7 separate regions of the Mus musculus genome follow, and regions 2, 3, 4, 5, 6 and 7 are each linked to region 1. Evidence: chromatin contacts called from public Hi-C and promoter capture Hi-C data. All regions are on one chromosome and are shown on one strand. The core of a region is the stretch at or near the end of the contact, and the rest is flanking DNA. Distances in the headings are between cores, read along the strand shown. Region 1 holds the start of Setd4 (SET domain containing 4). Region 2 holds the start of Dnajc28 (DnaJ heat shock protein family (Hsp40) member C28). Region 3 holds the start of Donson (downstream neighbor of SON). Region 4 overlaps Itsn1 (intersectin 1 (SH3 domain protein 1A)). Region 5 overlaps Itsn1 (intersectin 1 (SH3 domain protein 1A)). Region 6 overlaps Mrps6 (mitochondrial ribosomal protein S6). Region 7 holds the start of Rcan1 (regulator of calcineurin 1).

Region 1 (3,295 bases), core at 308-2,807:
TGTGGAGCCCTCACTGTCTTGGGATTTGCTAGGTAGAGCAGGCTAGCATAGATCCACCTGCCTCTGCCTCCAGAGTGCTGGGGTTAAAGGCATGTGCCATCATACCGAGCCCTAACTTTTTTGTTTGTTTGTTTTTTTAACAGAAGTTTCTCTTGGATCGTTTCACTGACATTACTCAGTTATTCATACAAATCAAAGCCAAAACAGTACTTCTTTTAGAGTCATGCCAGATCAAACCCCTAGAAAATGATGCTCCCTGCCAGCAGGAACTAGGTAGACAGAAACAGTCGCCCCTATCCTTTGCATATAAAGGATCTGGAACAAACACCGCACCCCCCCCCCGCGACCCCCCCTCCCAATCAAGACCCTGAAATTGAATTCAAACGTAGCGATTCAGAGATTGCAGAAATAAAAAGTAGCTGATATTGTTAGCATCAGGACCTCCCAAACCTATGACATCACATAGGCGACAGCGCGACCTGCAGCATATTCCCAGCATCCACTTGGCTCACCTCCCACCTTTACCTTCATTACGTCATTTTCCATATAAATAAGGAGAACGCCCCCTCTGTCACTCCCTCTTTTCTCTTTCCGCCGCCACCTCGTCCCTCTCTCTCAATAAAACCTCTTCCACGTGGAACTGTTTTGGCCTAGTATGCTGTTAAGACGCGACCTGACATTCTAACACATCAGATATCTATCCCAGTGGCAGTGGTTGCAAAAACGTACAACAGGCGCTGTAGTGTCAGAACCCAGCTTTCTCATTCTGTCCCTTTCTCCCTTCCACATCCTTAGCTACAAAAACTCCAGCTTAAAGCATGAAATGTGCCTTTTCCTGACCTCTGGTCTTTATGTGACAAAGTCCCGTGCTTGGATCGCGACATGCAGAGCTAGAACTAGAAAACCCACTTCTTTGAGTAAAGCTTGCTCCTCGCTGTTTGAGGACGTCTAAATTCTCTCTCTCTCTCTCTTTTTATTTCTTCCCATAATCCTAATTCGTACTTTTACTCTGACCCTAACAGTTCCAGTAACAGTCTTGGGACAAGACAGAAATGCCTTCATAGTGGATAAGAGGAAAGGCGGGGGACAGGCTGTCTGGGAGAATGGACCGCCTGGGTCCTGGCAGCTGGAGGGCAGGGCAAGGTGGGGATCAGGTAAGCCAGTCTGGTGGAGGGGGCAGGAAGTCGGAGGAAGAAAGGACACGGTGAGGAAAGACTTCCCGTTGGCTATTTGGAGCATGGGTCAGCAGCTATGCTCATCGCGTTATGGCGTAGCTGTGGAGGCCTGGGAGTTGCGCATGCGCGTGCCAGAGGCGTAGGCTCGCCGCACCGCAGCCGCTTTCTCCGTAGCTGGTGGAGCGGTCTGCGTCCGTACCCCGGCTTCGCCGCGGTTTCTAAGGTAAGCAGGAGCACTTCCGGTGGGCCTGGCGTTGCCTGGGCAACGGGAGCGGGGTTCCGTTGGCTTTTTTGAGTTCTGTGTAGCTCCAGACCCCAATTTCCTCTGCGCGTGTGGAACCTCTCCCGGAACGGAAGTCAGGACCAGAGCGACTACTGCGCAGGCGTGGTGTGCGGCCAGCGGGCCTGGGTTGGTTCGCTGGTGCGGGTGGCATGGATTGATTGATGTCCGGTCCGTCCAGGACTGCGAGCCAGGACGGCGCTGTGGCGTGTGGCCATCACTGAGGCCCCGGTGGCAAGCAGGGGGCAGGGCTGCGGTGGAACTGCGCGTCCTTGTGCACCACACGTGGGCTCCAGGACGGACCTGGTGCCTGGCTCCAGACTGACTCGTAAAGCAAGTCTTGCTGCCGAGGTAGATTAAACTACCTGGGCGGCTTGGTGGGCGGTCCTTTCCTGCCCTCCTTTATTTTTAGAGTAGATTTTAAAATCATTTCCACTGGTTTGGCACATGTTAGATGGATGTCACTTTAGTACGGTACAGGGTAGGATGGAAGTAGTAAAGGCTGTTAAGAATGCTGGACGTGGTGGCGCACGCCTTTAATCCCAGCACTTGGGAGGCAGAGGCAGGCAGATTTCTGAGTTCAAGGCCAGCCTGGTCTACAGAGTGAGTTCCAGGACAGCCAGGGCTACACAGAGAAACCCTGTCTCGAAAAACCAAAAAAAAAAAAAAAAAAAAAAAAGAATGCTTTCATATAATGTTCTCTAGGGCGTTTTGTTACAGAGTCCTGGCATTCTTTTTACCCAGAGGCAGGACCCAAAGGGGTTTATCTTATGTATAAAGGTAAGTTGCCTACAGGTATGTCTACGCACCACACGCTTGCAGTGTATAGAGAGGCTAGAAGAGGACATTGGATCCCCAGGCAGTGGAGTTACACATACGGGTGCTAGGAACTGAACCCTGATCTGCAGGAGCCCCTTGCGCTCTTAACCCCGGAGCTATCTCTCCAGCTGCCCACTCCCCGCCCCTATCTTTTAAACTAGAATTTTCTTCAACTTTAGTGTTACTCAGTATTTCTTGTATGGTTTTAAATGTTAGCATGTATCTTCCAAGGACGCTTGCCTGTGTTTCTGTTGTTAGTTTCTACAGTTGGTCTACACTCTTGTCTGTTCCTGGATCTTTCCTTTTTGGCCTCTGAGAGGCTAATGTGGAATGGAGTCATTTTATGTCTTCCGGTCTCTCTGCCTTGTGCTCTCTTTAGTCTACTGCGAATGCCCATTTTAATCATTCTGACCTTTAGAGCTAAAAATCCACTTTACACCGAGTGGGGCTTATTTATTTTTTCTAAGACTTTTGAACTGATGGGTGCTTCATAATGACCGGGTATTTTTTGTATTAGTTATTATTTTATGTGCATAGATGTTTTGCCTTCGTTTTCTTCTGTGCACTGAGCTGTGTCTCCAGTCCCTGTGTGTTCTTCAGCACAGTTACGTAGCACTATACTAAATGTTCACTAGCATTGAGCTGTGAAAGTCACCAGAGGATATGTTTAGAAAATCAGCTGTGAGATTTTAGTCGGTAGGGCCTCCTGATGGTTTTGTTTGCTCCTTTTAAAGCAGTGGTTCTCAACCTTCCTGATGCTGCTATCCTTAAATACAATTCCTGATGATATAGTGACCCCAGCCATAAAATAATTTTGCCGCTATTTCATAACTGTATTTTTGCTACATTATGAATCATAGTGTACATGTCCAATATGAAGCATATCTAATAGACGACCCCAAAGGGGTTGTGAATCACAGGTTGAGAACTACTGTTTTAGAGGCTTCCCCTCATAAGTGGAACTTGTTACTTCAGGGATCCCAATTGAGCACTAGATAAAATGGTTTGGTGTTCAAAGCTT
Region 2 (3,295 bases), core at 418-2,917, 2.0 Mb after region 1:
GAGGAGAATCCATGTGTCTGGTTGCCTGAAATCAAAATACGCCTTAAAATAGCAGAGGTGATAATAGAAGGCGGAGGAGTCGGCAGGGCATGCTGCCACACCCCTTCCCAGGGGAAGAGGAAACCATGTCTCCGTTCTCCCTGGGTCCCAAACCCAGGGCCATTCTGCCAAAGCTCACTCTGGGCAGACATCACTAGGCTTCCTTACAGAGCTTAGCCAGCCTCCTGAATTGCCTTCCCTGGCCTATATACCCAAGCCCCTCCGCCAGCCACTGGCAGTTAAGGCAGATTTGCATACAACAGGTGGGAGCAGTGGACCCAGATGAAGGTTGTGCTGAGTCAGCAAGCCCGGGCGATGGGCTAACACTTTTCAGGCAGCACAGCCAAACTCCCACAATGCTTGGCTCTCATGATGGTCACAACAGAATACTATTTAGACACATTGAGTGTGAGCGGCTACTATATACACATTAGTTATTCAAGATTGAGATAGCCCAACCTGTAAAGACTCTACCTTCATTCAAGCTTGACCACCAGGATCCACACGACAGAAGCAGACAACCAACTCCACCAGTAGAGACCACAGCATACAAAACACGAAACTACACATACAAAACATAACCGGTGTAATAAGATTTTCAAAGCCAGATGTGGCACGCACCTTTCATCTCAGCGCTTGGGAGGCAGAGGCAAGTGGGTTCAAGGCCAGCCTGGTCTACAGAGTTTCAGACTAGACTGGCCTCAAACTCACAGAGATCCACCTGACTCTGCCTTTATATGCTGGGATTAAAAGTGTGCCGCTAATTTTTTTAAAACTGTATCTTTAGGATGGAGTGCGGTGACATGTCTTTAACCATTCAAGAGACAAGAGGCAGGGAATCCCAGCACTTGGGAGGCAGAAGCAGGTGGATTTCTGAGTTCAAGGCCAGCCTGGTCTACAGAGTGAGTTCCAGGACAGCCAGGGCTACACAGAGAAACCCTGTCTCAAAAAAACCAAATAATAATAATTAATAAAAATAAAATAATAAAGAATAAAATAAAACCAAAGACACATTTTTCCCTTCTTTTCCAACCCCTGGCTATGTGCGGTGCTCAATGGGGTGAGGTATCGTACAATACGCAGAGCCCTGACAGAACTTGCCTTGCATGCATAAGCCCTTGGTTTTATATCCCCAACATTCCATAAACAAGTAGCAATTTTACTGTGTAATCCCAGCACCTGGAAAACGGAAGCATGGAGGATGTGCAACCCAAAATCCCTCTTTACTACATAGCGAGTGTGAGGCCAGCCTGGGCTAAGGGAGACAGTGTCAAAAAACAAGAGCCATCCACCCAAACAAACTTGGCTGGGCCAGGCAGTGGTGGCGCACACCTTTAATCCAAACTTGGTTGAAGGAAAGACCATCTTTCTAGGCTTAAAGAAGCCTACTGACGGTGCAGGTGTCCCATAGAGGCAAACGGCCTAATCTTCCTCCATTTAAAACAATTTACTGAGGTCAGTGCTCTTCAAATTACATACACGTTGGGGTCACAAATCTATCACAAGCCATAACTCCTCTCCAGGCCCTAATGCCTCTACTCTGCACCTGCCGGAGAACTACATTTCCCACAATCCAAATCGGCCGAACCCTGCCCTCGAAAGCGGGTAGAGGCGGGGCCTATCGCCCCCGGCACAACAACAAGCGTCCAGGGGAGTCTGTCCTCTGTTCCGTGGGGGATGGTTTTATAAGAAAGAGATCGCTGTCCCTGGTGAGGGAAACTACCTGTCGTAGTAAGGTATGAAGAAAGGCTCTGCAGTGTAGCGCGGCAGAGGGTCCAGTAGCCGAGACAGGGACGGAGCGGGCCACGCGTGCTGCGCAAAGGCGCAGCTTGAGCTTCGAGCCGCTGAACCCCCATCACGTCTGTGAAGGTGAGTAGGGGGTGCAGCGGACCGACACTCTTCTGAGGCACCCCTCACCACGGTGAGCATAACCACCGGCATCCCAGACAACTCTAAAATCCACTGACCCCTATATTGTGACATCGGGCTACCATGACTTCTAAAACGCACCTTACATTCAAAGGATCAGTAATCCTCCAGTAAGTACTCCGTTGCCTTTCGTCAGTGTTCAGTATCTTTTTCCACAGGACCATGCGTTTTTAAATACAGCAAAAGCTCTCTCACCCTTTATCGCCCTTCCTTGCCCTGGCACCTAGCAAATAGCGAGGTGCAGACCTTAAAGTCGCTTGCATTCTTGATTCTCAGTCCCATCTGGTGTCCCACTGAGTACCGGTCTGTATGTTCCCTGTTTGATATGCAGCAAGTTAGATACTTGGAAATGGTGACGACCATTCTACACTGTATGCAAAACAAAACAACAACACAAATTGTGCTCAGGGAAATGTGTAATTTGCTGAGTATAGCTAAGCCAAGTGTGGGGCTTGGATGCTCTCCTTTAGTCCCAGCACTCAGGAGACAGAGGCAGGCTGACCTCTGTGAGTTCAAGTCCAGCCTGGTCTACATAATGAGTCCCAGGACAGCCAGGGCTATGTAGAGAGACCCTATCTCAAAAACAAACAAGCAAAAAGCAGTTAAGCTTTACTGTGCCCCAAACCTAACCATTTGCAGTACCTGGTAATGTAAGTTCTTTGGTTAACCTTAAGAGTTGCTTAACCTTCTGGACCCGTTTTCTTATAAAATGAGAAAATTAGGTTAGATGAGTTTTAACAACTTTCTAGATCTAAAATTCTGTGCATTGGATCCGGGCGGAGGTATGCATGTCTTTAATCCCAGAACATGGAAGGCAGGGGCAGGTGGATCTCTCTATGTTTGAAGCCAGCCTGGTCTCCAAAGTGAGTCCAGAACAACCAGAGCTACACAGAGAGAAACCCTGTCTTCAAGCAGTAGACTTCAGTTCCTGTCACACTATGTGATAGCCAAACATCACTGTCATTTTCTAGCTGCACCAAGAAAAGTCATAGATACTTATATATTCTTGTTTAGCAACATTGTTACAAAGAACTGACTTTCTTTTTTATATACATATGGTGTTTTGCCTACACTATGGCTGTGCACCATGTGTGTCCAATGCCTGAGTGGGCCAGAAGGAGTCAGACCCCCTGGAACCAGAGTGAGAGACATTTATTAGCTGCCATGTGGGTGCTGGGAACCACACCTCAACCCATTCTCTTGCCCCCAAGAACCAAAGCTTACTAAGGACATGGAACCCATACCCTTACCTGGTTATTGATGAAAAGAAAATGACTGATAGTACAAGTGTATCCAACTGCTCTTTGCTGTTTTGTAGATCACTGTT
Region 3 (3,295 bases), core at 395-2,894, 1.9 Mb after region 1:
AAAGTAAGAATTAGATAAAGGGACTGAGTAGTATATTTTTTCTTTCAAAACCTAAACACTTTTAGCCCAGTGTTGTGGCACACAGCTGTATTCAAGGCACTTGGAAGGCTAAGAGTCATGAGTCTGAGGCCATACTGGGCTAGCTAACAAGACAAACCCAGTTTTAAAAAAGAAAGAAAAGGGGGGAAATTACTACTTCTTTAAGCCACAGAAATATTAATGAATGCATTTGTAATTTCTGTTTGGATTTTTCTTTTTAAGATAGCTATCTAGCTCAGGCTGGCTGACCAGCAACTTGCAGAGGTTCACCTGCCTCTGCCTCGCCAGTGCTGGGATTAAAGGCTCGAGCTGCTTGTGTTAGATAAAGGAAAATAAGCAAATGTGTGGTCTACTGCATCCTGCGTGCTGTGCTCCTCTGTGCCTGTGCCTGACATCTCGAATCATTTCCCTCCTCAGGCCTCTGCTCGATGAGCCCATCCCACTGTATGAGGCAAAGGTTTCCATGGAAGTTGTTCAGAAAAATCAAGAAAGAAAAAAGCAAGTCGTTCAATTTTAATTCTCTTCCCTGATCTCAGTCGGATGCACCCACACCAGTGGGGGAAGCCAGTTTTCTTTGGAAATTGTTGAGAAAAACCAAGGACGATAAAGCAAGATTTTATATTTTTAAGCCTGTTTTCCTGCCACAGTAAGATGTTTGGTTATTTGACATATTTGAAAAATACTTCCAAAATTAATGTGCAAACAATCCAGATAATTTTTTTACCATCTGAAGGGGACATTCCAAAAGCTTCTTTTAGTTATTGTATCTGTACACTTTGCCTCTGCTATAAAATTCTTTCCATTAAGAAAACTGCTTTCAGCAAAAGCTACACTATTCTAGCAAATACATCTGTCACATGCTTTTGCTATACCAAACGTCATTTGATTTTGTTATCAACTTCATTCTCAACACCTTCCTTAACAAACCGTTGATGCCATTATTTTAGCATTTGTACTTTCCGACTTCAAAGTATCTAATCCACTGGCATTTAAAATGTTTTTAAATATTCATTCACTCTGAATTTCTCCGAGATCATACGGAATCATAGTACCTGGTCCTGTAGTAGTGACGGCATTTGCATAGAGGGCTGCGGTGGTCGGGCACTGGGGACAAGGGTGGAAGAGTTGGCCTGCGGCTAGCCTGAAGCTGGCGGACATTTCCCCCTCGTGGGTACTGTGTTGAGCTCGGCCCATCACCGTCTCTCTCAGAATGATATTGCGGCTTCTCACGGAGAGAAGTAACTGCCCATCACCACCAATCAATGTGTTGTTTGCTGTGCATTCATGCTCCGTACCCGGGGCTGACACTACGCCCGCTGCCGAGTTGGTACTGTTAATCCCTTTTCCGAGCCCTACCGGGTGCCGCGCGCCGCCGTCGCGTTCTCAGCGACGCCGACCTCGCAGCAGGAGAGCCGCGAGCTGCGCGCGCCCGGCCGGAAGCGGCCACCGGGAAATCTGTTGGGCGGGGCGGCACGGCCTGGCACGCATGCTCCGTCGGGGCGGGCCCGTGGCGGGGCGGGGCCTCAGGAGCCTCCAGTCCGTGAGCAGCGCGGGGTCTGGGCGGGGCCGGGGCGCGCGGGAAGCCCCGGCAGGGCTGCGGAGCTGCCTCGGTGCTGCGCAATGGCTGTCTCGGTGCCCGGCTACTCGCCTAGCTTCAAGAGGCCGCCTGAGACCGTGCGGCTCCGCCGGAAAAGGTCTCGGGACCATGGTGCCGCCGTGCCCGCCTCACTGCCGGAGCCCGCGCCCCGCCGCGCCGCGCTGGCGGCTGGGCTGCCCTTGCGCCCCTTCCCGACCGCCGGCGGCAGAGGAGGCGCCGCCGCGACCATCGCCCGCAGGAACCCTTTCGCTCGCCTGGACAACCGGCCGCGAGTCTCGGACGAGGCCAGCGAAGAGCCGCTCCGCGGTCCTCAGGGGGCGTCGGGCCCGGTGAGTCTCCGCGTCCCGCAGCCGGGCGTCAGGGGTGGGAATGGGCGCGAACAGCCGCCGCAGGCTGATGTCCTGAGCTGGGGCGGGGGAGGGGGTGGCTGCCCTCTCCTGTAAGAAGGACTTAGGGATGGATACCCAGGAAGGTGGCTCGAATAGTCCTCCGAACTGTGATGGAAAGCCACAGAATCTGCCTTCTCACCATCCTTTCAAGACCTTTTTCTCAGGCACTTGAAATTACTGTGGACTGTTGAAGATAAATCGGGTCAGAATTTACAAATGTTGGTTTTACTCATAAAGCTTTTTTGGAACTTTTGGTCTAAGATTTTTGTATCAGTTATTAAATGCGTCAAAGTCTGGCCTTTCCTCCCGTTTAGATAAGTTCAGGCACAAATCTGCAATGAAACATGGTACTGTATGGATGTGAGCTCCCACTCACTCTCCTGAGAACCTGGTGTGCCAGGTGAGCCCTTACATAGTTCACATTCCCTCATCGCTTAGGTTTTAAAAGGACCACTCTTTTCTTAACCTCAGCTTCTAGATTCTAATGAAGAAAATAACTTGCTGTGGGAGGACACATCATCTCATGAAAGAACTGGCACGGAACTGTCCCAGGTACTTTTAAAAATTACATTTCTAGTTTGTGCCACAATTGTGTGTGTAGAGGCCAGTCCCTCCACTGTGTGAGTAGAAGGATTGGACTCAGGTTGTCAGGCAGGCCAGAAGCAAGTGCCTCTACCTTCTGAGCCATCTCAATGGCTCACTCTAGGAAATACTTTCAAAGGGCTGAATATAATGTATATTCTAATAAACATACTTCTCAAAAGCTTTTCTCTTGAAAAAATGAGTTCCAGGAATGAATTCAAAGTCTGGGACTGAACCTCAGTTTGTAAAATGCTTGCCTAATGTTCAAAGACCTCAGGGCTGGATCCCCAGGAATTCCATGAATTACATGGGACATGATGCTGTACACTTAGAGCTGTCTCACTGGAGTGAAGGAGGGATTGCCAGGCCTTTGATAGCATCCTCAGATGCAGAGACAGTTGAGGCCAGCCTGGGACACATGAGAACCTTCTCTGAGAAGAAAAGAGAAACTTGAGAGTGATTATTTCTATACAGGTGTTTTGATACTAGACATGGGCTCTGGTGGCCAAAGCCTGCTTTGTGCTGGGGATCAAGCTCAACACTTCCCACAAGTTGAGAAACAGTCTGCCCTCCCTTGCTCATAGTTACAGGTAGATGCATTTTTCCCCACTGGGAACAGGCTGAGAGTGCCCAAGATTCATGCTAGTGTTCACATAGTCAGCTTCTCTGACAGGATCTTTGTATGATG
Region 4 (3,295 bases), core at 543-3,042, 1.8 Mb after region 1:
TTTACTGAGGAATCTGGCCTACTTACAGGAAGTCACTTTGACTTGAAAAACTTTCCACAAGCGACAAATGAAGGCCACAAAAGTCAGAAAGTCGATAAATAGAGATTTCTGATACTAAGGAGAGCCCCCCGCCCCTTGCTGGTAGGAGGGCCAGTTATGCCAGCTGCTAAGGAAAGCAATCTGACAGCTCCGAAGCAAAAGTAGAAAGTCACTGCACCAATGATTCATCACCCATTAATCTGCCTAAAAAAAACCCAAAGCTAAATGATGTCAATTGACAGTCGCCATGGTGTCATTACAAACCAAAAGCATTTCTTTATTATTTGTGCCTGTGCGCACACACGTGTGCACGGGCTTCAGCACATATGTGGGGGGCAGAGTGCACCAGTCAGTTCTCTCCTTCTACCTGATAGGTGCCAAGGACTGAATTCAGGTCATCGCGCATGACAGCTGGCTCCGTTACCACAGAACCATTGCCAGCTCTTGAAGTCAGCACAGAGGCACACACCAGTAACTCAGCACTTGGCATATAAAGGCAGAACTGAGGGTTCAGGGGTTACGCAAGAAAACCCTGTCTCAAACACAGAAAGAGTAAGGGCAGGCAAGAGTCTGGTTATACGTTCAACATCATAGAATAGGTTACGTCCGCCACATAATCAAAAAGTGCTCACCAAGAGCAAATTTTTACGTGGTGCATAGTTTTAGAAAACACAGAAAAAAAGCAAAACTAAGAGAAGTTGGGTAGGTTATAAATATCCATTAACAATCCAAAGCTTGAATAATGACTGTTTCTGCTTCCATGTCACTACATAAACCAAGAGAGCCCTGTGGACTCCTAAGCTGCCTAAGACCTCCCTAAGGCCCACTGGGGGGATCCATCCTGGCTAAAAAGGAGAAGCAGCAGCACAAGACTAACCTACAGCAGAGAGGGGCTGGGAGCGCAGGGCAGCGAGGTGGGGCACACTGTTAGCCCTGTGTGCCCGGATTTCAATCAGTGTCAATCAGGTGTGGCAGGTAAAGCCCCACAGCCCCACGCCTCGCATAAAGAACATAAGTGTGTGGGGGGGATGAAAGAATGCAGGGTTCTTTTTATTTATTTTGGTTTTCAGAGATTAAAGGTGAGTGCCACAATGCTCAGCCAGTAAGACTCCTTGTCAGTCAAAGAAGGCATCCTAGGGAAGTCCTGCCATAAGCCACCACCCCTGCAGCAGAAGAGGGGAGATAAGATCTCTCTATGGGCTTAGACTTGAGATCCTAGCACAGCCTCCCAGGGGTGGGAGAGCAGGCCCTGCCCACAAGCTAGCGTCTTCTAATACACTACAGAAACTCCAGGGAACCAAAGGTACAAAACCACTCCCTTTTATTCCTCTCAGAAAATCAAGTGAAATCACTTAAAAACAGGCACCAAGCACCATCTAACAAACAGCTGATTCATAGGGCTTACTTGATAATTCACCCATAGTTAAACAATTTTTCATGAAAACAGATTAATGGTTACAATTAAGCTTTCTATTGAGAACATCTGAAATCCCATTTTTCATTTCCTTCCTTTGACTACTATAAGAGGCAACACACAGAAATCTCGCAAAACAAAAGTTCTTCTGATGACTATTTAAAGGGAACAGAACCGGACCCCGACCGGTGCAGATGCGCCATCTGTGCTCCGTTTCAGCCAAGTGGCTCGCACTTAAGTGCATGCCGCAGGGGAAAGCGCACCTTTGCAATGGCACCGGTGCTGGCAACAGCCGGAGCTGTCCTCAGTGGCACACACCGACCGCTCCATTTCACAACAGTTAGGATGACAGCAAGGGCAGGTGACAGCGGCAGCAGCTTAACATTACCAGTGACCGAGTGTCCCAGCTCCTGTTCTCTAAGCTTCACATATTGATCTATAAACTGCAGGAGCTACAAGAATTAAACACAAGTGGTTCTGAACCCAGGGGTTCCTAGTCCTGACAAAGTCTCTTCTGACCAAACTTTAGCCAGGCCTTTGTTTGTTTGTTTGTTTGTTTTCCGAGACAGGGTTTCTCTGTGTAGCCCTGGCTGTCCTGGAACTCACTTTGTAGACCAGGCTGGCCTCGAACTCAGAAATCTGCCTGCCTCTGCCTCCCAAAGTGCTGGGATTAAAGGTGTGCGCCACCACGCCCGGCTAGCCAGGCCTCTCTCTTTAAGCAAGCCTTCCTCGCAACTACGCCTACCGCCCTCTGCTGCTTAAGGTGTCCAGTCTATGCCCAAGCAGACTGGTACAGTAAGTTCTGAAGGAATCATCTTTCCTACCCTCAGTGTCTTCTCTTAGTAATTCTCTCACCCTACTTACTCCGCACACAGCTATAAATTTCCACCTGTCCTCACTGAATTTGGAGCAGAGGCTGCTTTCTCTTTCTCCTTTCAATAGTCTCGAGAATAAAGCCTCTCCTTCCATTGTAACAAACTTCAGAATAATTTTTCTTTAACAATGGTAACTGAGTGAGAGGCTTTTGTCTGTTGGAGTCAGGGTCTCCGTTTAGCTCCGGAGCTCACTATGTGAAGAAGACTGGCCCGGAAGTCACTGAGATCCGCCTGCCTCTGCCTCTGGAGTGCTTGCTGGGAGTAAAGGCGTGTACAAGTACACCCAGCTAACTATGAGTTTTAACAGAAGTAAAACACCTGGACCCCTACTTTATGCAGAGTAAAAAGCTCCAAATGTCAGCTTCTGTTGTTAAATTATCACCCTGCAATTGTAACAAAAACCCTCAAACTGACAGATCTCAGCTTTAATCGATTACTGTGCTCACCACATGAAGATTATCACGATGAGCATAAAGATCCAAAGAACGGTCATGCTCAGGTCAAGAGACACGCTGGCCTCCCAGTGCTTCACGGAGCAGCAAGGTCCGAGCAGAGAGACAGGCAGCAGTGAAGAAAGGGCACCAGCCAAGCCGCTTTCTACATAGAGGGGGGATTAAAGCACCCAAAGGTGCTGACATCGTGGAGACAGACCTCCCATGAGTCTCGGTGGTGAGGAGGCCACTCAGACTGAACAAGATCCTCGGGCAGATTTACATTTTCAAGGGCCAGAGCCATGTGTGGCTAGTGCTGTAGTCACTGACAAGATGTCTGCGGTCCACTAAGTAAGCTTCTCCCACACCAAAGAGAGTGACTAAGAAACTCACAAAAGAAGCCAGGGTCGGAGGAGAAGGACTGTTGAAAAGGGTTCCTGTGGGGGCGGGGAGGAGTGGAAGTCAAAATGACTAAACTTCATTATAAAAATATATGAAAATGTCAAACAAACAAACAAAAAGCTGGCTCTGGGAAG
Region 5 (3,295 bases), core at 266-2,765, 1.8 Mb after region 1:
ACTGAGATACCCACAGGTCAAGTTCAGTCACTATTTCCCTGTCCTGTTCTTGCCTCACCTCTCAGGAACAACTCCAGCCGTGCTCGCTCACTCTAGGACCCCAGTGTTCCCATCCATGCTCAATTTTCACTGGTAGTGCCTTCCCTTTTAGTACAGCTTTCAATGGCACGAGTCTTAGTCAGGGTTGCCAGTGCTGTGAACAGACACCGTGACCATGCCAACACTTATAAAGGAAAACACCCAACTAGGACTGGCTGAGAGGTTCAGAGATTTCATCCATTATCAACATAGTGAGAAGCGTGACAGACACTGTGCTAGAGAAGGAGCTGAGAGTTCTAAATCTTGATTGGAAGGCAGCAGGTGACTAAGTGTAGCTTGAGCATATAAGACCTTAATGCCTGCCTCATAATGACACACTTCTTCCAACAAGGCCACACCTCCTAATAGTGCTGCTCCCTATGCCCAAGCATGGAAGCCCACCTATCTATGGGGGCATTTCTATTGAAACCACCAGACCACAGCACACGGAGACTCAAATCTCGGAGTCCACGTGCCTTTACCACACTTCCTCCCTAACACAGTGTACACCTTCCTGACACCAAAACCAGCTGCACTTATTCAGACTGTGACGAGACTGTTGTAGTCCTCCCTAAGACAACGCATTCAAGGCTACTATGAGCTCGCTAACATCACCATCCATTACCCACTGCGCTGGGAGTGGTCCTACAAACAGCAGAAAACACTGGGTCTTCGAGTAATTTGACTCAGGGTAAGAATAAGGTGAGAAGTCGCAGGAAGGAGCCTACGGCAGAGTGGTGGCTGGTGTATGGCTCAGGCTGGCAGCCAGGGTTTCGAGGTAGCAGTGCAAGAGATACAGACACCTGTGAAACACTAAGCTGAGGGTCCAGAAGGGCCTCAAAAGAACAGCAATGTTGACGAAACTGAAAGTCACCGAGCAGAAAAAGAGAAAGCAAATTCATTGTCAAAGAAAGAACTGCACCCAGGGTTAGGGGAAAAGAAGAATCGGGACATCTCTATTAAAAAATGGATCCTTTTTCCACTTTGCAGTCCCCTTTTGGAGGAGTCCAAAAGAAAACCAAACATGCAGCCGGGCGTGGTGGCGCACACCTTTGATCCCAGCACTTGGGAGGCAGAGGCAGGCAGATTTCTGAGTTGGAGGCCAGCCTGGTCTACAGAGTGAGTTCCAGGACAGCCAGGGCTACACAGAGAAACCCTGTCTCCAAAAACAAACAAAAAAAAAAAAGAAAGGAAGAAAGAAAGAAAGAAAGAAAGAAAGAAAGAAAGAAAGGAAGGAAGGAAGGAAGGAAGGAAGGAAGGAAGAAAGAAAGAAAGAAAGAAAGAAAGAAAGAAAGAAAGAAAGAAAGAAAACAAACCAAACATGCTTTAACCCATAGTTCTTGAACAATTAGCTGCAAGTACGTTCCAGTATCCAGTGCAAAGTCCCCCTGCACAGGCTGGCCAGCTTCAGGCTAGGTCACCTGTGCCATTGCTACACTGTTTGCTTGTGCTCCTCCTAGACTTTGCTCATGCATAGCTTTGTGTGTCCTCTCATAGACCCTTGTCCTACTAACCTAACAATCTTCCCAAGTTCATGCCTTCCCCTTAGAAAACCAGCCTTGTGGCCAACGGTCCCTAAAAGAAAGGCATATAGTGCTATGACTTGAGTTTATAATGTTCCTCATAGGCACTTGGAAACTTGACTAGCACTACAATGAGGTTTGTGAACCTTCAGGTGCCACTGTGCAAGCTTCCAAAGAAGGAAAACAGCCAACGGTCCTGCTCAACTATAGCACTCACAAGCCACAACCGTGACAGGAACTGGCACAATAACCACTAAGGACACAGAAGTGGCACAGACATGGGTGGGAACCAACAGCTCTCTGGCTGGATTTAAGAGTCACGAAACTGGAGGAAAGTCATGGCTGGTACTGGAAACCTAGCCAACTACCCAAAGCTAGTAACGTCACGGATCTCGGAGGAGAAGCCATAACGGCCTCTTATTAAAATCTAAATTAAACAGTCTAAATGTTTGTCCTTAAACCCATAGGTAAGTGTAGTCCTCACCCTCATCAAGGCAACTTCTCTCTGCAACAGAGGAAGACGATTACACACTTCATGCAATCAAATGCAGAGTTGTGGAGTCTAGTCCTAAGACAGCCATCTCCTGTAGAGTTCTGTCCATTACGGGCAACTCCAGGACCGTTGTGGAGGGGGAGGCGGAAAGACTGTATGAGTCAGAGGGTCAGGGAGTTTCTGTGAGATTGTGCCTCCTGGAAATGTCAGAGCTACACCCATGCAGTCTCACCAACAGGACTGCCTAAACATGAGCCAAGCAAGGACAACAACAACAATGCAAACTGTAAGGGAGGACGGCGGAGCCCTCGATCCTAAATAACTATGGCAACTAAGGAATTCAGAAGTGGGAGAAATCAGCTTCCCCAGGGAAGAGTTATCTGGTAACCCAGTGGTTAGCCCTGAAAACATACATGTAAATAACATTATACAGATTGAGCAGGTTGTATTTACATACTTAGGAACACACATACATGCACTAACAATTAATGAAAAAAGAAGCCATGATTTTCAAAGAGAGCAAGGAGAGGTATATGAGAGAAGAAGGAGAAAAGGGAAGGGGGAAATGTTATAATCTCAAAAAAAAAAAAAAAAGGCTGAGTTATCACAATGCAAAGGAACTATTCATACACAATGAGAAACACAGACTCTGAGAACTGAAGCACTGTGAAGTCAGGAGACAGAGCTGCAGCAGCCGAGTGCGAGCGTGTCCTTGAACACGGATGGAATGCTCTCCTTCCACCCGCTGACCTTTTCCCTTGGCTTCATGGGAGACAGCGCTATCTTTCTGAAGGCTGCCAATATTTAGCAACACTAGCCGAAAACGTCACTATTTCTGAGGAAAGAAAAGGGAAAATACCTAGTTTTAAAACAACAAAATATAGGAACCAAGCACTTACCAAATGCTGGTGCACTGGAAATAGCCACTGGTTGCTGTTTCATGACAGGGGGAAGTGTGGAGGGGAGCTGATATCCTTGTAGCTTCAGTTTGATAAGCTTCATGGCTATGGAAAATTCCACTTGATCCATCCTTCCATCGTTATTCATGTCCGCTAGCGCCCTGCAAACAACCCAGCAGCACAAACAGACTCAAGACAACTGAAACCACAGAAGAACCCGCAGCACCACTTCCTCAGCACTAAGCAAATCGCTGGCTCCTTTCCCGCTGTGGAGAACGAAGCAAAGTGAAGCATCTTTACCG
Region 6 (3,295 bases), core at 373-2,872, 1.5 Mb after region 1:
CAGTCAGGCACTTCCTCCAGCAACGCTGCATTTCCTAAACGTTCTTATAGCATCAACTTGACACTCAGTACTTAAATACAGGAGCCTATGTGGGACATTTCTCATTTGGGCCACCACACCACTGGAATGGCTTCTTGGGGCCACACGCAATGTGTGTCTTTACTCAATGAAGGAGGTAACGCCTTGTGATGGCTATGGGCGCTACACAACAACCTCCCCACACTCTCTCTCCAAGGCTTAATTCCATTTATTTTGACCCAACACATACACACAAACTAAAGGGTTGTAACCACCCAATTTATGAATTGTTCACTTGTTCAACCCTAAATCGTGATTACTTACCTTAAGCAGGTTAGGAAGCAGAGTCTAGAATGTTCCGTGGGAACTGTCTTAAACCACCTCCTCCATGCTAATGGCCAGTATCTTTTACTCATTTATTTCACTCTGGCTACTTGGTGGTGGGTGGAGTGCTTTAATCCAACACAGTCCCCAGCATTTTTTTCCTTCCTATTGTCCATTCATTCTTTTACTGGGTATTTACCAAAATATTCTTCCAAACCACACCATACTCTCTAAGAGGCCTTATTGATTTATTTATTGATTTATTCATCTATACTTTGCTTACTGTCTCCTGCTTCTGTCCATGCACAGCCCTGCGCTGGCAGGGGACAAGGAGGGACAGATTCAGTTCCGGCATCCTAGCCCGGAATGCGTCAGCACTACTGCCAGCCCTGTGGTGCCCCAAGCCTCCCTCTGTAAGTGCTAAGTTCTACCCTTCCTACAGTCCAGAGTCAACTTATTTAAACACCAGTTCTGAGCCAGCCTCGGTTTTCACTACAGTAAACAGTAGGCAGTGCTTTCTTCCACTTCCACCCAACTGCCTCACGGATCCCTCAAGCACACCTATGGGCAGAAAGATTTTGACGGTGTAAGGAAAAGCGAGCTTACAGATGCCAAGAGCCGCCTTAGCCGCCTTCCAGGCTGCCGTCTTCCTGGTCACTGCGTACCAACCCATCCAAACGCACACACAAAGCTTTCAGTAGCATTCTGCCGTAAGAGCAAAAGGAACGCCCGGGATGGAAGCGCAGAGCAGAGGTTCCAGAAACCTCCCAGTGCAGACCTTGAAAAGACGAGTCTTAATGCATTTTAATTTCCAAAATGTCTTCATGTCTTCAAGGAGGGCAGTTGGAACCTTGTGTGTCAGCTGAGGAAATGAAGAAGGGGCCATGAAGCTGAGTGTCGTTCTTGCCCGGCATCCTTTTCTAGTCTCTCTCAACATCACAATTCAATGTCAACAAGCACAGAGACTCAGGAGGCTTCTATGGCCTCCTTAACTCACCCCGCTGCCATGTGTGTGCGCGTGCGTGCCCTGCAGTGAGGGTCACACAGATCAGGCCTTTCCACTCCCACACACATGAAGCTGCTGACAACTTTGGGACCAAAAGACTTACAGAATTATAGGCTGTAACCGATAGGTAGGAAGGTATAGCCCAATCCCTTTCACTTGAGGAAATGGCAACCAGAAAGGGAACTAACTGGTCTACTTTCCCACAGTGTCCTGTGGAGGGAAGCCAGGGCCCTAGACTGCAGCTCCTCCCTTGCTACACAGTACTGGCACTCTGGAGGCTTCTCAAGGAAAACCGCAGGCTTGGAGCTTTCCAGAATCAGCTGCTTCTCCGCCTCTAGGTGTCTCCATTGCTACCAACCCTGTGACCTTTACCCTTTAACTTACTTCCACCAGTCTTCCAGGCCATTGGCAACCAAACCCAAACAAGAGCTCTGGCCAAACTGCAAGCGGGTTTGTGCCCACAACCTCAGCATGTGACTACCATTTCAAGCTTATCACTTTGCTGATCTGTGCCTGGGGCTGATGTGGGCAAAGACTGTTTCTACTCCCCAGGCTCCTCATTACACCATGGAAATTTCCATGAAAAGGAAACACCCAACAGAGAAGGGGAAAGTAGCTCAGAGATGGGCAGATAGATACACTGCATCCACCTCTCCTTGAAAGCCAAACCATCACCACCATCTCCTCTTTCTACTCCTTGAGGTCCAGGCATACTCAACCTGTGTGTTTGAGTGGCCCAGTCTATCCATGGCTTCTTACACACAAAAAAACAGCTGCAAGGTTCCTGGTTGCTTCCACAGTATCCTTTTCTTTCTTAACTACTTATCTAAATAAGCTTAGGCAAGTGTGCATTGCAGACAAACCTCAGAAGGCTGAAGCAACCAGATGCACAGGCGACAGCCTCTTAGAACAGTCCTTTGGCCAGCTGACATTTTAAAAATCACCAAAGTTTGGTGCTATTAGTCCAGGCTTCTACAACTTCCATAAGATCCTTCCAGGCTACTACCATCCACACTCAGCTGTGGGCCCAGACAACAGAGCACTGAGAGACACCATCCCAGCCCCCAGTTACAACTGTGCCTCCTACACCCTTGGATGATGGAGAGTTTCAGAAGGCAGCACACTGTCTTTCTCCTGACAGCCTATGAAGGCATAAAGCTGAGACCTGTGCCAAGAAGGCAGTTCTGCTATCAGCGCCCTACAACCTCCTGCAGGCTCCATAGGCTGCAGATCCAGAGAAGGAGACATGAATAAGGCTAAAGAGAGACCAGGGTGTCCAGGGGATTGGGAATGTACCTCACTCACTTTTAGGACTGCAGCCCCGCAATGGAACAACTACTGAGCACAGCGACTTAGGCAGAAGCAAAGTGCGGAGGGTATTGGTGTGTGGACCTCTCTCATCTCCATCCTGTCACTGTGAGTTTCTCACTCATGGCAGAACCACTTACAACTGTGACTCCCCTGCAACTGCCCGACAGGCCTGAAAGAGGACATCCCAATCAAAGAGTGACAGCAAAGCACTCCAATCAGTTTCCATTTCCCATTTTTATTTTAACCATTAACCGAACCAATAAGTGGACAGATCATTTTGGGAAAAAAAAAATCAGTGTGATAATCTAAAAGTCTAATCAGTACACAACCAGCCTTTTAAGCACATGCTGTACACAGAGAGAACAGAACACAGCAGGCAGCCAGGTGGGTAAGCAGTCCTATGGCGGCCTTGAACACAGTGCCCAGCAGTGTTTCCATTTAAAGCTCTGCTTTCTGCATGTGGTTCTAACTATTCGGAGCTGTCCCCAAACTTCTCCCTTCTCTGCTGAGCTACACACCAACACCACAAAGGTGGAAGTGAGGTGCTCACTGCCTCCAAGCAAGGAGAGCTGGGGCCAAAACAGGTTCAGAGCACTAAAGCACATCTCATTACAATGCAATGTTCAAAAGCCAGAG
Region 7 (3,295 bases), core at 411-2,910, 1.1 Mb after region 1:
GACTAGACAGCTTGCCTACTTTAGGAGAAAACACAGACCCAACTCAACACCCCCCTAAAACTTAACTGCACTAGCAGAGGAACACTTACTGGGCGCGTACTGAATCCTTGCCCATATGGGGGATCTGCCTCGCTCTGCAGGCAATTAACAGAAAGGTGAAACCCACACGGGAGTTCTCACTCTGATGAGCTGTCCAGGCACAATGCTCACCTGAGGTCTTGTTTCCCTGTAATGAACCGCCCCCCACCAAACCAAGGCCCAATGTCTTCCCTCATCTCCTACTTCGATGGTTCTCAATCTTCCTAATGCTGCGACCCTTTAATACAGCCCCTCATATTGTGGTGACCCCCCCAACCAGAAAATTATTTTGTTGTTCTGCATCATAACTACAGTTTTGCTACTGTTCAATTGTTGTCTAAATGTCTGATATGTGGGAGATCTATACGCAAAACCCGTGACGGTTCTTGGACCTCCAAGGGGGTCAAGAGCCACAGGTTGAGACCCATTGCCCTCCTGCTACAAGGATTTGAATGAGAAATGTCTCCTGGGAAGTCTGCCATTTGAACACTGGTCCCCAGTTGGTAGTACTGTGTGGGGAGGTCTAGGGAGTTTGGCTTTCCTGGAGGAAGTGAGCCACCGGGGGCAGGCTTTGGTAGTAGAAACAGTTCACCTATCTAGTTTGTTTCTAGTTCCATGTCCCTGCTTCATGGTTGTGGCTGAGATTTGATCTCTCAGCATCTTGCCTCCGGCTGCCATACCTATTACTTAGCCACCACAATGGACACTTATCCCTCTGGGACGCTATATGGAACACTAAGAAACTCTTTTATAAATTGTTTGGTCGTGGTATTTTATCACAGTAACAGGAAAGTAATTGATACACATAGCTTTTTTTCTTTTTCTTGAGATACTAAAGCAGAAAGGGAAGTTTTTAGAGGAAAGAGAGGCAGCCAGCAGAATTGGAGAAAAGGCACGAGGGAGGGCGATGGGAGACAAAATACAGTGTTATCTGTGTATACACAAAATACACGATATATGTATGAAAATAATTATTGAAACCCACTCATTTTGTGCTAAAAAATGCTTCTAATTATCCAAAAATTGGACAGTAACATAATGACTAACACGTTGAACTATAAACATAAGGCCATATCACGATGTTACTCAAGTCTTATTTGTGATTCCGCGACAATATGCACTAAGTATCTAAGCACTGCTAACGTCTACGGAACAGAGCCTCTAACTAGATTTAGTTTAAGTCCTTAAAATTGGCTGCGTGTTTCCAAACGTCGCCGCGTGGGAACCGCAGAAGCTCTGCCTCCGGGTTACCGTTCCACAGGCTAACACCCGGCTTGTGTCCTTCAACAGGCACCGCCAGCTGTCAGAAAAGCAGAACTGGCCAGAGGCCTCTGCCCCTAACAAATATGGCCGCCCCAAGGCTTCAGGCTTAGGGCGGCAGAGTGGGTGTCACGTGACAAAAATCCCGTCGTATTATTGGTCTGCTCTATAGGAAGGGCGGGACTTGATGGCCCGAGTGGGCCGACCTTAAAGGGAACGTTCTTGGGCTCCGCGAGAGCTACGATTCGAGGCCGGCGAGCGCAGGCTGGCCGCCCCTCCCGCGCGGGGCGGAGGCGGACAGGGCGGGCACTGGAAGGCGGCGTCCCGGCGCCGCGGTGACCCCCAGAGGGTGAAGCGGGAGCCGGCGGCCGCGGCGCCGAGTGGAGCGGAGCTAAGGGAGCGCGCGCCGGGCATGGAGGACGGCGTGGCCGGGCCGCGGCTCGGAGAGGTGGCGGAGGCGGTCGAGGCACGGGCGCCCCGTAGGGTGACTCTGCGGCCCTTCGCGCCCTTCTCTGCGGCTGCCGAGGGGGACGGGGGCGGCGGCGGCGACTGGAGCTTCATCGACTGCGAGATGGAGGAGGTGGATCTGCAGGACCTGCCGAGCGCCACCATCGCCTGCCACCTGGACCCGCGCGTGTTCGTGGACGGCCTGTGCCGGGTGAGGACCGGGCCTCCGTCGGGGCGGAGGGCGGACACTTGTTGCGGGGCGCGGCCGGGGCGGGGACGGGCCGAAGCCCTGCTCCAGGGGTCTCAGACACTGGAGACGAGCTTTCTTTTGCACAGCCTACATAGTCCAGGTCGTGTTCTACGGGATCATTGAAGATCAGAAATCAATTCCTCCTCCCAAGTACCATGATTGGTTACTCAGACCTGCCCCATCTCCTTCCCAGGGTGTCAAATTTGTGTGGATTTGGGCGAGGAAGGAACAATTCCTAATGTACTCAGTGACCCTGATGGTGGCATGTCGCTCCTTTAAGGGTGAACTAAATATCCTAAAGGCTTAGGAAAGACTTTCCCCCCAACCGCATTCAACCAAAACTGGCCAATCAACCGCAAGATAATGAGCAGCCAGGATCCTCACCCAAACACTGGCTTTTCTTCCAATAGTGCAGATTGAGAACGCAGAGCGTAGTCTATTTATGAACGGTGAGTCACGTCTGTTTTCTCCGTCCTCCCAATGAATGAGCTGCACCCTTCCTTTGACAGTAAATGCAGGGCAGGGGCTAAACCCCAACGGACCATGAACAGTTCCCTTGGCCACTTCAGGTGATAATTCATCGAGCACTTGCCCTAAAGGCAAAAATGCAATTTGATTCTCTGCTGTATCTTCCGATCCCAGAACAGCCTCACAACAGAATCTTAATAAATGTGGAAATGAGTGACTGGCCAAGTGGGCAGAGCCTTAGACAATGCTGTTCCAGGATACTAGGCACCCAGACAAATGCAGTCTCACTCTGAACTGATCTTGCTTCAGACAGAAAAAGAGAGCCTGAGATCCCTAAAAGAGGTTTGAAGTGCTGGCGAGAGCTCAACCGGCAGAGAGCGATGAGAAAAGCCCCGAGCTGTGACAATTGTTGCTCTCTCTACACAGGATGTCCTGAAGCGTGTGCATAGCCATTGTAAATCCTCTCTGAAAGTAAATGGCCGTATAAATTATAAATAACCAAGACACAGTGGTGTCTCTCTTGGCAGCGACCTTCAGCTCCACTTCATTGACATGTGGACTCAGTGCCAAGGGCTGAAAGCTTTGCTGACATGTTTGATTGAGGGAAACAGAAAAGGTAAATATCAGCGGTAGCAGAAGGCGACGACGGTGCTCTAGGGAGAAGGAGGAGGGCTCAGGGAGTAGAGGTCTGAGAAGGAAGGCGTTGGCTGCTGTGCGTCCAATGAGCAAAGATGACAACACTCTTGGAATGATAAGGTGGTGATTGCTAAGGACTGATGCTGGTTTCCAGGC

What was found. Promoter capture Hi-C pulls out the DNA fragments that hold promoters and counts their contacts. A called contact is a pair of places that touch in the nucleus more often than the background predicts.
Region 2: a promoter capture Hi-C map of pre-B cells shows a contact between it and region 1, with 5 times the contacts expected there. The contact joins the promoter of Dnajc28 here to the promoter of Setd4 in region 1. A contact is called at or near these places in 3 of 39 promoter capture datasets (the 3T3-L1 cell line, liver and pre-B cells).
Region 3: a contact with region 1 is called in a promoter capture Hi-C map of hippocampal neurons, with 4 times the contacts expected there. The contact joins the promoter of Donson here to the promoter of Setd4 in region 1. A contact is called at or near these places in 5 of 39 promoter capture datasets (the 3T3-L1 cell line, cranial neural crest, embryonic stem cells and 2 more), 1 of 115 datasets of contacts at active chromatin or transcription factors (astrocytes) and 1 of 9 other capture datasets (liver).
Region 4: a contact with region 1 is called in a promoter capture Hi-C map of liver, with 4 times the contacts expected there. The contact joins the enhancer-like site here to the promoter of Setd4 in region 1. A contact is called at or near these places in 4 of 39 promoter capture datasets (embryonic stem cells, hippocampal neurons and liver) and 2 of 9 other capture datasets (adipose tissue and macrophages).
Region 5: a Hi-C map of liver shows a contact between it and region 1, with 4 times the contacts expected there. The contact joins the enhancer-like site here to the promoter of Setd4 in region 1. A contact is called at or near these places in 2 of 39 promoter capture datasets (hippocampal neurons and liver), 1 of 484 Hi-C or Micro-C datasets (liver), 1 of 115 datasets of contacts at active chromatin or transcription factors (embryonic forebrain) and 3 of 9 other capture datasets (adipose tissue, liver and macrophages).
Region 6: a promoter capture Hi-C map of hippocampal neurons shows a contact between it and region 1, with 4 times the contacts expected there. The contact joins the enhancer-like site here to the promoter of Setd4 in region 1. A contact is called at or near these places in 2 of 39 promoter capture datasets (embryonic stem cells and hippocampal neurons), 3 of 115 datasets of contacts at active chromatin or transcription factors (astrocytes, embryonic stem cells and forebrain) and 2 of 9 other capture datasets (embryonic stem cells and macrophages).
Region 7: a contact with region 1 is called in a promoter capture Hi-C map of embryonic stem cells, with 5 times the contacts expected there. The contact joins the promoter of Rcan1 here to the promoter of Setd4 in region 1. A contact is called at or near these places in 10 of 39 promoter capture datasets (the C10 cell line, the HPC-7 cell line, cranial neural crest and 7 more), 5 of 484 Hi-C or Micro-C datasets (CD4 T cells, bone marrow-derived macrophages, muscle stem cells and 1 more), 20 of 115 datasets of contacts at active chromatin or transcription factors (SST interneurons, Th17 cells, astrocytes and 13 more) and 4 of 9 other capture datasets (adipose tissue, embryonic stem cells, liver and 1 more).

Annotation. Positions count from the first base shown.
Region 1 is chr16:93,602,077-93,605,371 of GRCm38.p6, reverse strand. Setd4 (SET domain containing 4) reads left to right here and starts at 1,557. Exons shown (of 12, transcript NM_145482.3): 1 at 1,557-1,806; 2 at 2,161-2,235.
Region 2 is chr16:91,617,371-91,620,665 of GRCm38.p6, reverse strand. Dnajc28 (DnaJ heat shock protein family (Hsp40) member C28) reads left to right here and starts at 1,667. Exons shown (of 2, transcript NM_138664.2): 1 at 1,667-1,908; 2 at 3,287-3,295.
Region 3 is chr16:91,687,077-91,690,371 of GRCm38.p6, reverse strand. Donson (downstream neighbor of SON) reads left to right here and starts at 1,644. Exons shown (of 10, transcript NM_021720.1): 1 at 1,644-1,965; 2 at 2,497-2,577. The coding sequence starts at 1,660. It overlaps Cryzl1 (crystallin, zeta (quinone reductase)-like 1), which reads left to right. Exons shown (of 13, transcript NM_133679.2): 13 at 457-1,050. The coding sequence ends at 556. It overlaps Gm10785 (predicted gene 10785), which reads right to left and starts at 1,474. Exons shown (of 6, transcript NR_040389.1): 1 at 1,092-1,474.
Region 4 is chr16:91,764,483-91,767,777 of GRCm38.p6, reverse strand. All of the region lies in intron 1 of Itsn1 (intersectin 1 (SH3 domain protein 1A)), which reads right to left. Among named protein-coding and RNA genes, the nearest start is that of Itsn1, 37 kb to the right of the region's middle. Within about 2 kb of position 1,792, at least 32 of the 459 cell types and tissues checked have an H3K27ac peak or open chromatin away from gene starts, as enhancers often do. A contact at or near this core is called in embryonic stem cells and liver, where this site is marked.
Region 5 is chr16:91,793,466-91,796,760 of GRCm38.p6, reverse strand. Itsn1 (intersectin 1 (SH3 domain protein 1A)) reads right to left here. Exons shown (of 39, transcript NM_010587.2): 5 at 2,994-3,154. Among named protein-coding and RNA genes, the nearest start is that of Itsn1, 66 kb to the right of the region's middle. Within about 2 kb of position 1,515, at least 30 of the 459 cell types and tissues checked have an H3K27ac peak or open chromatin away from gene starts, as enhancers often do. A contact at or near this core is called in liver, where this site is marked.
Region 6 is chr16:92,104,293-92,107,587 of GRCm38.p6, reverse strand. The region is part of intron 2 of Mrps6 (mitochondrial ribosomal protein S6); the gene reads right to left. Among named protein-coding and RNA genes, the nearest start is that of Gm41496, 20 kb to the left of the region's middle. Within about 2 kb of position 1,622, at least 60 of the 459 cell types and tissues checked have an H3K27ac peak or open chromatin away from gene starts, as enhancers often do. A contact at or near this core is called in hippocampal neurons, where this site is marked.
Region 7 is chr16:92,464,534-92,467,828 of GRCm38.p6, reverse strand. Rcan1 (regulator of calcineurin 1) reads left to right here and starts at 1,660. Exons shown (of 4, transcript NM_001081549.2): 1 at 1,660-1,996. The coding sequence starts at 1,751. Gm46555 (a long non-coding RNA gene) reads right to left here. Exons shown (of 4, transcript XR_003951847.1): 4 at 1,995-3,295.